2 separate regions of the Mus musculus genome follow, and region 1 is linked to region 2. The links are chromatin contacts, called in public Hi-C maps. All regions are on one chromosome and are shown on one strand. The core of a region is the stretch at or near the end of the contact, and the rest is flanking DNA. Distances in the headings are between cores, read along the strand shown.

Region 1 (2,870 bases), core at 150-2,649, 40 kb after region 2:
CTGAGCACAGAACGTACTCTACAGCAGCACAAGCTACCGTGTCTCATCCTTCCCCGTGAACAGTGCTGTCAGCTTTAAGGCTTGCCATGTGGCTGATTTCTTGGTAGTTTTTGGGTTTTTTTTTTTTTTTTTGGGTTGATTGGTTTGGTTTTGTGCTTTTAGCATTTAGAATACATTGGATTTTTGTTAGCTAGGATTTCAATTTCTGTTCATTGGTTTGCTTATAAAAAATATCTTGTGGTGTGTATATTATATATATATGTATATATATATATATATGTATATGTACATATATATATATTATATATATTTATTGATCCATTCACCCATTCACAACTAGGGTAGATGTTAAAGTTCCATGTAAGAAGTCAGGCATTTTAATTTTTAGCAAAATATTTGATGATAAATACAAATATATGTAAATAAAATTATTTTAGAAAAAAATGTTTACTTATTATACTTTAAAGAGAAGAGAGGGTAGTAAGAACCACCTATTCTGAGCATATTTTTAATCGTCTAGAAATGTCAACTTTATTAAAATATAAAATGGCTGGGCTTTGGGTGTTCTGCTGCCCTAGTTAGTGTGGCTCCTTGGGGAGTTCTAGGATACAGGAAGTTCCCTTTTGTAGCTCTTGACTGCACAGGAAGCTTTGGTCACTACAAGCCTACTCAGGGACCCAACACTCCTCTAGTAGTTGACCTCAAGGCTGGCAAACTGGTTTTCATTCTTGGCCTGGCAGCATCTGCAGTGGCACAGAGGAGAGGAGGAGGAGGAGGAGGAGGAAGAGGAGGAGGAGGAGGAGGCTGATGTTAGTGCAGGTCAGGAGAGGAACAGTGTCCTGGATGTTTCACCATGGCTGCTGCAGGTCTAAGAAACAGGATAGGAGCTATGCTGACTCAGCATCAAAGGCTTAGCCTCTCAGTGCACTCTCCAGACACCGTCCATCTTCCCCTCCCCACAGGGCACCATATTCAAGTTGATGTTCTTTCTTTCTTTTTTTTTTCTTTTGTTTTGTTTTGTTTTGTTTTTGTTTTTGTTTTTTTGTTTTGTTTTTTTTTTTTTTTTTGAGACAGGGTTTCTCTGTATAGCCCTGGCTGTCCTGGAACTCACTTTGTAGACCAGGCTGGCCTCAAACTCAGAAATCTACCTGCTTCTGCCTCCCAAGTGCTGGGATTAAAGGCGTGTGCCACCACACCCGGCTTGATGTTCTTTCCTCAAGATCAAGACCCCTCTCCCAGGACACAAGTCAAGCTCGTCCCCATCTCTGGCACCTGTTTGCTATCCTCTGACAGGAGTCACCCATCAGAATCCTTCTGAGACACACCCTGACACAGCCCTGTCTACGACACGTTACTCTGGCTTTTCTTCTGTCTGCTCTGGACTATGCCCTTGTACTGCTGGTACTGCTGTGAGGGAAAGGATGAGTCAGGAGTACAAGCAGTCTTGTATTGCTTTTAAGTTACTTCTCTACCTCCTCTCGGCTCCCCAAACACACACACACACACACACACACACACACACACACACACACACAGAGCCCTTCTTACAGTTCCCACAGTACTTTGCAACACAGAAAATCATCATCTCTTTGTAACAAACAAACCTATTTGTAACTGGATGGCTGAGAACTGACCAGGCCAGTTTCTTTCTTCCTACCAAGATGCTTAATCCTCACACTGCTGTCCTTTGGTGAACACCCTCCACTCCGTTCACAGATTCCTGACCCACTGTAGCCACCCCAAGGGTCTCTCTCACTGTTCCCCTCAGAGGCCAGCACGCTACTGTGAAGCTTAAAGACCTTCATGCCACAGAAGAGGCAGCATGCCTGTCACCGTCCCTAGAGCTCTGCTGTTCCCATGGATGGGGAGATGAGAGAAATCCTGGGCAGGGAGGTGAGTGACAGCAAGGTCCCCCTCAAGCTTGTTACTCAGCACCTAAGAAGGGCCCCTTTGTTCTCCTAGTTCTTGTTCTCCACATCACTATTGTGTAATGTCACACTGATAAACCTTGAAAGATAAAATAAACCTGGTCTAATGGCCTTGTACATATGAAATCAGAGGGTGGGAGAAGCAACTAGGTTCCGGGACCTGGGCCAGGTCTCTTCAGGGTCATGGTGGGAGTAAGGGCAGGGGAGTGATGCCCACAGAATGCCTGTGAGCTCCCAGGCCCATCTTCCCACAGCCAGACTGCGTGCTTCGGGCTGAGAGAGGCTACCTATTCTTCTAGCTTGGTCATCAGTGTCAGCAGAGGGAAAGCTTTTAAAATGAGTTTATCCTTTGGCAATTTCACACATGTAGAGAAAGAATTCTGATCATCCCCCATGGCTTCCACCCTCTTTTCCCTTCCCACGCCCCTCACAGCCACCCCCTTCCTCTTAGCAAGTCTTCCAGTCTCCGAGCTACTTTAATGTCATTTTGCTTTTCTCTGTGGCTCACTGGGTTTCAATGGGCTCACCTGTATGGGGATAGGTGTGAGGCTATCCACTAGATCCCGAACGACCTCTCTAGTGGCTACATCACTTAAGACATCGCTTCCATTCCTCTACCACCCCTCCACTGTTTTGGTGCAGGGACCCATGCATCCTTCCCCGACTTAGTTTAGTAGCCACTATGAGTACAAGTGCCACCACTACACCATGCCTGTAACCCAGATGTCTCACTGGGGCTCTGCTGCTCTTCCCACCCCTTGGTACAGGGAGGTTTTTGTTTACAGATCTTCCAGGCGAGTTAGGGATATCTCTCGGTAAGATCAGGAGCTAGGCTGGATCTCCTGAATTGCCTGGGCCTTTCACCCTGATGAACACACAGGCTGAGCACCCCTAGGCCAAACACCCCAAAAGCCCAGAAGTCAGAAGTTTTTTTGGACACAA
Region 2 (2,995 bases), core at 101-2,600:
ACTTGAGAACAAACTACAGTACTCACTGTAGCTTTCTCCTAAGCATTGCCTCTGAGAAGTATCACATGATAGCAAATATGTATCTCCTGCTGGACTGTCTTTTCCCTCCTCCATAAGCCCTCCTCATGTGTCACCATCCTCCTACCTTCTGCCTTGTGGCTAGTCCCAGTTGGATCAGCCATGTGTACCTCACTAGGCATAACTACAACCGAATTACCTTTCCACAGGCTGGGGTGAAGCTCAATCGTATAACTTGCCTAGCACTAGGTTCCATCTTTAGCAACACAAAGCGCATGCTTGCTCTTGTACATGTGCATGCACACGCACATACACATATGCACATGCGCATGGACACACACACACTCCTCCTGTAAGTGCAGACTACTCATGTGCAAGTAAGCATGCTCATGTGTGGGTACACACATATGCTCCTGGGCACGCATGTGTGCGCACACACACCTTTCAGAAAGAGTTCTGTTATCTTTTTCGAGGTCGCTTGCTTGCTTTCCGAATTTACTCTGCCTAGCCATCCAGTCCCAAGAATATATGTGAAAATTGAAGTTTTGCATTTAAGGCAAAGTTTTAAATTATTTTATGTTTATGGGTTTTTGTTTACAGGTCTGTCTGTAGGCACCACTTACATGCCCGGTGTCCAAAGAGGCCATAAAAGAGCATCAGATCCCCCAAAACTGGAGTTACGGACAGTTGCGAGCTGTCATGTGGGTGCTGGGAATCAAACCTGGGTTCTCCAGAAGAGCAGCCAGGTGCTCTTAACCATTGAGCCATCTCTCCAGCCCAAGGTCTGCATTCTTAACAGAGATGTATTTCTATGTTTCTTTTACCACACTATATACTAACAGTCAAAATGAAAGAGGTTGTCTAGACAGTGGCATGTCCATGTTGTCTATAGAAGCTTTGAGACATTGACTAGAAGCGACGTAATCATCTGGGCTTGGATAGCAAACATATTCTACTAAGGGAAAAAGGGATGCTGGTATCAGCCCATGCATTTCTTTCCTAATAGAATATACATTCTCTGTTCCTTCCTCCCCAGTCTTGATCATACCCACCCACTTCCCCTTTCCCTCCTCCTCATGTAATCTCAACACATTTCCCTCCTCACTCCATGTCCGTCTCTTTTCTGCAGCCCACTGAGTCCGATTAGCGCTGTCGGTTGGAACGCTGGCTGGTCTTGCTGGTTTGATCTTGTGTGGCGGCTGTGAGTCCGTGAGTGCCACAGCCAGGAGACAGCATCTCACAGCATTCCTTCCCCTATCACGTGCATCCTTCTTCTCCTCTCTTCTAGGATGGTCCCAGGAGCCTTGTAGAGGAGGGTTGATATAGGCGTTTCATTTAGGGCTGAGTGCTTCTCAACCCTTTCACAATTGTTGGTGTCATAGAAGGGATATTGTTACACGGGGCTTCATTCCTTGGATGTGGGCTTTACAAGGCAGCAAAGGATGATGACATTGTGATGTCAATGAGGCTTCCCAGATGAGAGGAAGGGACAATTTCTCTTCCACGCTGTGAGTGGGGAAGCCAGAGGGTAGGCACATATCCGGTCTCAAGCTAGAAGCATCAGTGTAGATGTTGGCTTCATGTGCCCACAGGAAACCTGAAAGCTGAAAGTCATGCTCTGATGTTCTCACTGAGGAGTCTCCAGGAAGATCCACATCCACAATGGATGCCATAGCCTATTCAGGATTTGTCCCAGCAGAGAAGTGAGTGCAGGCCCAAGACAGTGGGGTAGGGGACACAAGCCTGCAGGGGAAATGCTAAGGATCTGTCCGTCCTACGCATACCCGAGTGAGGCTGGGAACAATTAGACTAATGGACCATGGAGGCCTACAGATGGCAAAGCAGCCTGTCTGCTGGGAAAGGGGATATGGTCAGAGGCAAGAATCACTGTATTAGAAAGAGGACAGTGTCTTCTGGTACATCAAGGGATTGCTTGTGCTTCTCAGCCCAGGGCCAAACAAAGCCAGGCCACACTTCACAAGGGAAACCAGCAAGAGGTCAGAGAGCCTGGCACAGTGAATCCATAGAGCTCTGTGTACCCACCTGCGTGGGAGAGGGAGGAACCTGAAACACAAGGCTGTCGCTACAGCAAAGAGAGCCCTGGGTGCTGAAATTCTAACAGGTTCGTTTAATTTGTCATGCCTGCTTCTCTGAGCTCCTTCTTAATCCCATTGAGGAAAGGCTCAAGGGGAAGATTTAGATTCATTAAAAAAAAAAAAAAAGCGTTTGAAGCTGCACTAAATCCAACTGTCTTAGCGAGAGCGAGGAAATCGGCCTCTGCTGTGGCTGCTGCCTGGATCTTGGTCATGTGTTAGCTTGGCAGAGCTCTGCTGGTGTTTTCCTTTTCCTCTCGCAGCTGATGGATTTCAAGACACTCGAAACACTAATGGTGCTGAAGAATTTCCATTCCACTCGTGGTGTGTTTGCCTTCTGCACAGGCATGTCTCCCAGTCGCCCAGGAACCCTTCTGTGAGTCAGGGTGTGTCTTACTTAGGAAGCAAATAACCAGCTATTTTAAGCACAAGAAGGTTTAGGCAGTTATGAAATAGCCTGAAAGGATCTTATTTGGTCTCCAAACAGTGTGCAGTATGGCAGAACAGACCTACCCATGGGGCTGCCGCCGCCAAGACTCCAGGAAGACTGGGGGAGGAGGCTGCCACGACCACCACCAAGGTGGGCTTCAAGCACTTTCTGCCAGAGATGCAATCCCAGAGGGGGGGGCCTCTGGATTTCCTCTCAGATCAAATCCAGAGGTGAACACTGGCATTCGGCTCCTGTATTCCTTCCCTCTGGGCTTCTGGAAAGAAAGAGTAGAGCCAGATGTAAATGGTGCCCTCCTTCTCATGCAGGTTCATGGAAAATCTAAGCTGTACCTAGCACCCCAGCCGCGAGGGGCCATGACAGCAGCACTGAGCTACCTGCTAGAAGGAAGCTGGAGTTAGCACTTGGGAATTCACTCCTGCCTCTTCAGTAAGGG

The links. Hi-C and Micro-C count contacts between places; a contact is called where the count stands out from the background.
Region 1: a contact with region 2 is called in a Hi-C map of the HPC-7 cell line, with 2.0 times the contacts expected there. The contact joins the enhancer-like site here to the promoter of Txndc2 in region 2. A contact is called at or near these places in 2 of 39 promoter capture datasets (embryonic stem cells and macrophages), 1 of 15 datasets of contacts at CTCF or cohesin (the NIH/3T3 cell line), 5 of 484 Hi-C or Micro-C datasets (the HPC-7 cell line, Kupffer cells, LSK cells and 2 more), 3 of 115 datasets of contacts at active chromatin or transcription factors (the HPC-7 cell line, embryonic fibroblasts and embryonic stem cells) and 4 of 9 other capture datasets (adipose tissue, bone marrow-derived macrophages, liver and 1 more).

What each region holds. Positions count from the first base shown.
Region 1 is chr17:65,680,337-65,683,206 of GRCm38.p6, forward strand. All of the region lies in intron 5 of Rab31 (RAB31, member RAS oncogene family), which reads right to left. Among named protein-coding and RNA genes, the nearest start is that of Gm35477, 39 kb to the left of the region's middle. Within about 2 kb of position 1,400, at least 62 of the 459 cell types and tissues checked have an H3K27ac peak or open chromatin away from gene starts, as enhancers often do. A contact at or near this core is called in the HPC-7 cell line and adipose tissue, where this site is marked.
Region 2 is chr17:65,640,854-65,643,848 of GRCm38.p6, forward strand. Txndc2 (thioredoxin domain containing 2 (spermatozoa)) reads right to left here and starts at 1,351. Exons shown (of 3, transcript NM_001146002.1): 1 at 1,124-1,351. The coding sequence starts at 1,128. It overlaps Gm35477 (a long non-coding RNA gene), which reads left to right and starts at 1,457. Exons shown (of 5, transcript XR_003952220.1): 1 at 1,457-1,526; 2 at 1,611-2,140; 3 at 2,375-2,487; 4 at 2,599-2,691; 5 at 2,868-2,995.